2 separate regions of the Ovis aries genome follow, and region 2 is linked to region 1. Evidence: chromatin contacts called from public Hi-C data. All regions are on one chromosome and are shown on one strand. Each heading gives the region's core, a stretch centred on a gene start, on an enhancer-like site or on the middle of the called end of the contact. The rest is flanking DNA. Distances are from core to core; before and after follow the strand shown.

What was found. A called contact is a pair of places that touch in the nucleus more often than the background predicts.
Region 2: a contact with region 1 is called in a Hi-C map of hypothalamus, with 10 times the contacts expected there. The contact joins two enhancer-like sites. A contact is called at or near these places in 8 of 16 Hi-C or Micro-C datasets (blood, hypothalamus, muscle and 4 more).

The regions. Positions count from the first base shown.
Region 1 is chr23:54,953,451-54,956,607 of ARS-UI_Ramb_v3.0, reverse strand. TCF4 (transcription factor 4) reads left to right here. Exons shown (of 19, transcript XM_060405546.1): 15 at 1,851-1,986. Among named protein-coding and RNA genes, the nearest start is that of CCDC68, 280 kb to the right of the region's middle. Within about 2 kb of position 1,722, at least 10 of the 54 cell types and tissues checked have an H3K27ac peak or open chromatin away from gene starts, as enhancers often do. A contact at or near this core is called in hypothalamus, where this site is marked.
Region 2 is chr23:55,496,266-55,499,422 of ARS-UI_Ramb_v3.0, reverse strand. No RefSeq gene overlaps it. Among named protein-coding and RNA genes, the nearest start is that of TCF4, 170 kb to the right of the region's middle. Within about 2 kb of position 1,687, at least 12 of the 54 cell types and tissues checked have an H3K27ac peak or open chromatin away from gene starts, as enhancers often do. A contact at or near this core is called in hypothalamus, where this site is marked.

The sequences.
Region 1 (3,157 bases), core at 473-2,972:
GGAGATGGAGTAGCTGTTTTGGAAGATAATCAGGTTCTTAATATACCTGAAGCACCCACATATCAGTAGGAACTAGCCACCTTCCAGACTGCTCTGGGGAGGGACACAGGCACCCAGAGGACAGACAGCATGAAGCTCCCCAGATACCTCAGCTGCAACATTCATCTAAACTTCCCGGTGTGCCCGAGTCCTTAAATCCTGTGCTCTTCTTGCTGTATTTTGTTTTAACTTTTAAAAAAAATTATTTTGAAATTTAAAAAATTATAAAAACGTGGTGTTGGCTTACAGCGCTGTGTTAATTTCTGCTGTCCAGTAGATACATATGTATATACATTCTTTTTCATATTCTTTTCCATTATGGTTTATCACAGGACACTGAATGTATTTCCCTGTGCTGTGCAGTAGGACCTTGTCGTTTATCCATTCTCTGTATAATAGTGTTATTTTTGCTGTATTTTGAATCTCAGCAGTTAGTATGATTTATATGGTCCTCCCCCTTCCCTCTGTATCATCATCTTCTGCATTGTTTTGGAGTCTGTAAAGGTGACAGTTCATACTAGGCTGTCTTGAGATAGCACATGCTTCATCTGGTTCTGTGCATTTTATTGTTGCAGTTCAGATTCTTATTGTTGTTGCGCTTGGCGAAAATATTCTTTAAACACTGGGTAGCAAAAGAGTGAAGATTTTGCGTTGTGGCTTTCGATTTCGGATTGGGAAAAAACATACACTCTTTGATTCATAGCAGTGTAAATTCATGGAGAGATACTTTTAGTGTTAGACCCACCAAACAATACACTAACAGATAATTACGTGGAATGCCAGTGAAGCTTGACTCACGGTCCTCTTGGTTTCCAAATGCTCAATGGTCTTCCTTGAAGGCGTTCACTATAAAAGTCAGCTATTGCTGTCTCAGTGCCATAAGTTCAACATCTCTGGACCCCAGAGTAGGTAGTAGTAATTAATAAAAAACTCAGCAGTATTTTTTTTCCAGACCCAGTCATCATGCTGTACTCTATAATTTTATTCTTGGAGTCATCGAGAGTGTTTCCAATATGGTGTCTATCTAGGATCAGAATAGTTTAAAAAAAAAAAATGGAAAAATGTCCAAACATCTTTGCATGGCAATGATGGCATTACTGGTGTGTTTAATAAAACCTTTATTGGTACATTTTCCGGTATGGTGGCATTGGCAGAAACGGTCCCCCTTTGGATTTGGAACTCAGCAGCTGATGAAATACAGTAAACATTAATTTGGAATGGGCTGCCAGTTTTGGAAAGCCAGGTGACATTTTATTATATTTGTACCGAGCAGGGGCTACGTCCCATACTGCTGTAGCTTCCGCTGTCAGAGGCTTAGCTGGCATTATGGAAAAAAAAAAAAAAAAGAAAAACATGGCAGGCCTGAGAATCTTATCCCCTGAAATGAAAGTCGAATGCCAAATTGAAATTCCTGTAGGATTTCCGATAGCAATGGGGGAATTGAGAAGCCCACAATTAAGCATATGGGCATTAAGATAATTGTCAGATCTGTTGGCGGACATGATAGAAGGCAGATGGGTGCGAATCAGTACGCTCCACCGCAGCACCCTGGGAGACAATTTGACGTTTTACCTGCCTGAGCTCCTCTGCCATATTTGTCACTGGATGTACAGCACAGCATCTTACTGAGCGTTAAGTGTTGTTTTTTTTTTCCTTCCGCTGAGGACTGTAGCTGCATGTATGATCCTTCAGCGCCCTCTAGTGAAATGCACTGGGGAGTCTTGTTTTCAAAGGCTGGTCTTCCTTCCTTGGGGCCCTGCGGTCGCACCTCTGATGCCCACTTACCTCCGCCGTCCCTCTGGCTCTTTCAGGTTGGGGCCCATCGTGAAGACGGCGTGGCCCTGCGAGGCAGCCACTCTCTCGTTCCGAACCAGGTGCCGGTGCCGCAGCTACCTGTCCAGTCGGCAACTTCCCCTGATCTGAACCCACCCCAGGACCCTTACAGAGGTAGGTCCACCTTGGAGGGGCACGTCTCATTTCCCTGAAACAGTAGACCCCGTGTGCCTGTGGTGCCTCCTTGGCATTCATCCCTCAGGAAGCACTGGCCCGTAACCACGAAGCCGTTTCGGTAACAAGATGGTAAGGAAATGGGAAAGGCTTTCGAACATCGATGGCTAATTGTGTTTCTTCGGTAACTGTTTTCCTCCAGCATCTTCTGAAACCCTGCTCCTGTTTGCAGCAGGGGATGAGACCAGATACTGATGAGAGGAAATGTGATTTTAGCTATTTCCACATTGCGCTCATCCAGATCCTTTAATGTGGTTAGTTGTAGCCTGACAGTGATGTTTCCAAATGAAGAGGAAGGAAGGAAATGGGTTTTTGTTGCTTAAGATGGAAGGAAATGTAGGTACATTTCAAAAATGGGACTCAGTCGGATGAGTCATCCAGCTCTGTCCTGATTGCACCGTACCCCTGACTCCTTTCGGCTTTCCAAGACCCCAGGTGGCAGGGTCACAGGAACAAGACCTGGGTCCCAGGTCCCTCTGCAAATGGCTGGCCCGATGACCAAGAGATGCTTATGTAATACCCCATTGCCCTCACATTGAGAATAAAATGTGCTAACAGTGCCGCAAGAACGGATATGTGTAAGCATTTGTCCAAGTATTAAGCATTGTAAGAATCTGATTGTTAACTATATGTGGGCATGCCTGCCCATTTTTATCGGAATAGTCAGACTTTGATGGCCCTTTCTTTTAAAGAGCCTTTGGGTTTTCTTTGTCTTAGGTCAGCCCTTCTTATTGTGTACAAGCATGACCTGAGGATGTTGTTAAAATGCTGATTCTGATTCAGTTAGTCTGGGGTTCTGCATTTCTAATGGGCTTCCAGGGGATAAGCATACTCCTGGTCCCCTGATCAGATTTTGAGGGACAAGATTCTGGACCCCGTAGATTACAGATTGAAGGAAATACTGAATAGACACGCTTCTTCCTTAGAAATAAATGATTGCATTTAGGCCACGTTTTAAGGTTTATTGTGATCTTGGAAAGTTGAGCAGTGGAAGAGCTAGAAATGTCTTCATTGAGCTGCTTTCCATATGTACCATTTTTAAAGACTGATTACTCCTCGAGGATAAGAGAAGCCTAATTTCAGAATATCATTAGGGTATCTATTGAAGTCT
Region 2 (3,157 bases), core at 438-2,937, 540 kb before region 1:
TCAAGTTGTGCTTTGTCAACCTGTTCTCTGACATGGCATGGATTCCTCTTCCAACTCTTGACAGAAATGACATTATCTAACAAAGGCAGGTCTACACGGACAGTGTGACATAAAGGATCCGAGAGAATCCAAGCCTGGAGACCTTGATCTGAAATGTTCCGCAGGTGAGCGGGGAAGCGGGGCCACTTGAAATAACCCAGATCATTGACTTTTCCTTCCGCTTGTGTAGACGGGTGCTCCTGACAATTCTTTTCAATTCGCCTGAATACAGACGAGCACCAGGGGGAGCTCACACATCTTCCTTCTTTTCCTCCCCCTCTCACAGAAGGTCGCCCTGGCGTCCTAGGGAAAGGGTGGGTCGGAACAACATACACGAAATAATCCAGTCACGCACACACACAGGTGATTTATCCTGTAAAAAATAGTCTAGATTCTTTCGGAGGGCTCTGCAGTACATGCCTCATATTGGCTCACCTAAAGTCAGCGTTCAGTCGTCTCAGCTGCCTTTGAGAGGTAGCCTCTTAAAAACTCTCCAATCAGAAAAACATCCCTAAACTGCTCCTATGTCTCCCTTAAAAGAGAAAGAAAGAGGCAAAGAAGGTGGGGGAGGCCTAGAGAAAGAGAGAGATTCTCTTCCTTGCAATCTGAAATGACTTTTTTTTTTTTTTTAAGAACACTTCAATTTTAATCACAGTGGAGGGTAATGGAAGGGATTTGGGCCTTTGGTTTTCCACTTTGATCAAAGGGATTGATTTTTTTTTTTTTTTTTTTTTTTTTTTGTATTTTAAAGATGAGAACTAGTTGCCTTTCTCTCCCCCCTCTCTCTCTTTCTCAGTCTCCCTCCCTCCAGGACTGAAAACGTGAAAGGAAGAACAACTCAAAATACGCAATTAACTATTCTATTATCAGTTTGAGCAGAGAAAACCCATGGCACAAAGGATCTTACAGGACTAACCTGTAGTCCTTGCCGGACAGACCCGTCATCTCAGGTCTGACACCCTGATTCTGTGTTCCTGACACTGAGTGTGGAGAGCCCTAGTTGCCCCAGCTGGTGAGAGGGAGAGAGAAAGACGCCCTGCTTCTTTACTCACCGCTTAAAAGAAAATGATATATTTCTAATCCTACGTTTCAAATCTACAGATCACAAAATCATTAGCGATCCCTGCAAGATCCTTCACGAGGTCATCTCACCAACCCTCTACTGGAAGGCAGGTGAGATAAAAATGGTTTACATTTTACTTTATAGATGAAGTATAGTTGAGATTCAGAGAGGAAAATGAAGAGCGGTGGAATGATTTTTGTCAGTAAATTAAAAACCCACTCAGCACCCCCCTGTAAAACTGTAAGTAACATGTTTTTGTTTTTTTAACATGCCAGGTCCAAACTTTGTACTATCCACAACCTTAAAGAGGAAAGAAAAGAAGGAATCACGGGAATGCAGAAAAGTTACAAACGGAGGCAGCTAACACCTGGGGGAAACGCTGCGGTTGATCAAAGATCCTATCAAATTGGAGAGTCTCGCGGGTGGGAGGCGGCGGAACCGCGCGGAAAGCGCGGGACCAGCGGAGGAGCCGGCGCCTGCTGGGTGCCCCCCGAGTTGCGCCGCAGCGCGATCGGCGGACAAGGCCGGGCCAGGCAGCCGCATGAAGCGCCCGGGCGGAGGAACCGCGGGGCGAGGCCGGCGGCGGGAACCGGGCGGGGCGGCCGGCGGCCGCGAGGAGCACGCTCCGAGCTCGACTTACGCTAAGACCGCGTGGCGCTCGGCCGGCGCCCCGGGAGCGCGCGGGGCGCACGGGAGGGACGCACCCGCCGCGGCTCGCAGGGCTGCGGGCACCGTCGGCCCGGCGGGGTCAGGGGCGCCCGCCCCCGCGCCCACCGCGAGCCCCACGGCCGGCGGAACCCGCCGGCCCCCGCCGCCGAGCCGGTGCAGACCGCGCGGGGAGATGGCGCAGACGCAGCCCGCGGAGGGAGGCTCGGGCCGCGAGGTGCCAATCCGAGGCTCTCCGTCGGTTTGGACGGAGGGCTGGCGACAGAGGGGCCGGGGCTTTAATCGCGACAGTCGCCCCGGGTGTCGTTGACTTTTTTTTTTTTTTTTCTGTCCACCAGGGTCGAAACACCCGAGGTTTAACTGCCTGCGACTCACGTGTCGGTGCGGCAGCTTCCCTGCGACTTCAGGGGCGGGAGGCCGAGCACCTGTGCGCCGCGCCTCTTGCGGGGACAGCTGCGCGCATCCTTGGAGCCCGCCGACCGCACCATCTGACCTGCCCGCAACGAAATCCGAGCCTCGGAATTCGAACGGCCCCGCGCACCTCCCTTCTCAGATAAATCTCCTAGGAGAGGATCGTTCCTCTCCACTCAGAGATTATTTAGGGAGATGTCCTAGGCGGGATAGGTAGACATATGAGAGCCCAAGGAAGATATGTGAAACGTTAAATTGTAGACACTTAAGCACCAACTGTCTGGAGCCCTGAAGGAAAGGGAGAAAGAAGAAGAAGAAAAAAAAAAAGATGATCCATCATCAGAAACTTCCAGAGCCCCTGGGACTTTCTAAATCAGTGGATGTACTAACCAGGGAGTGTGGGAAGATTTCTGAACACAATTCATATTCCTTAAGCGCGGGAAGTGGGAGTTCCATCTCTCTTCCAGCTGTAAAATCTTAGGTTCCTAATTCCTTGGTTTTGACCACCAGGAAGAGATTCCTTATCATCAAGTCAGCAAAAGCATTTCCATTAAATATTACTGGGTGGGAAATATTTCGTCCCCCCGGCTCACTGTATCATAACCACCATAAATATTTCTGTGACCCACGGTGTTTGATACTGGCCAGGCTTTCAGCGGAGCTGGGGCCAGGTGTTAAACAGCCCCACAGCACCTTGCCCTTGTGCAGAGAAGGGATTCCTACAGCTGCTGCTGACGCAGGATGGCTAGGAAGTTGGTTAGGAAAAGCATCTTTTTCTTTTTTTTTTCCTTTAAAGCTACCCTCTTGCCAAACATTCTTTCTTTGGCCACCAAAGGAAGATCATTTAATTGATAACTTTGAGGGCCTCCTTTCTCTGCCACTCTGGGTTTTTTGGTTGTCGTTGCTTGGTAGGGAGGGTTTTGGGGGAGAGAAAGAGGGGCTAAAGTGAAAAGGGAGCTGGAAAAGAGATTTGTGTCT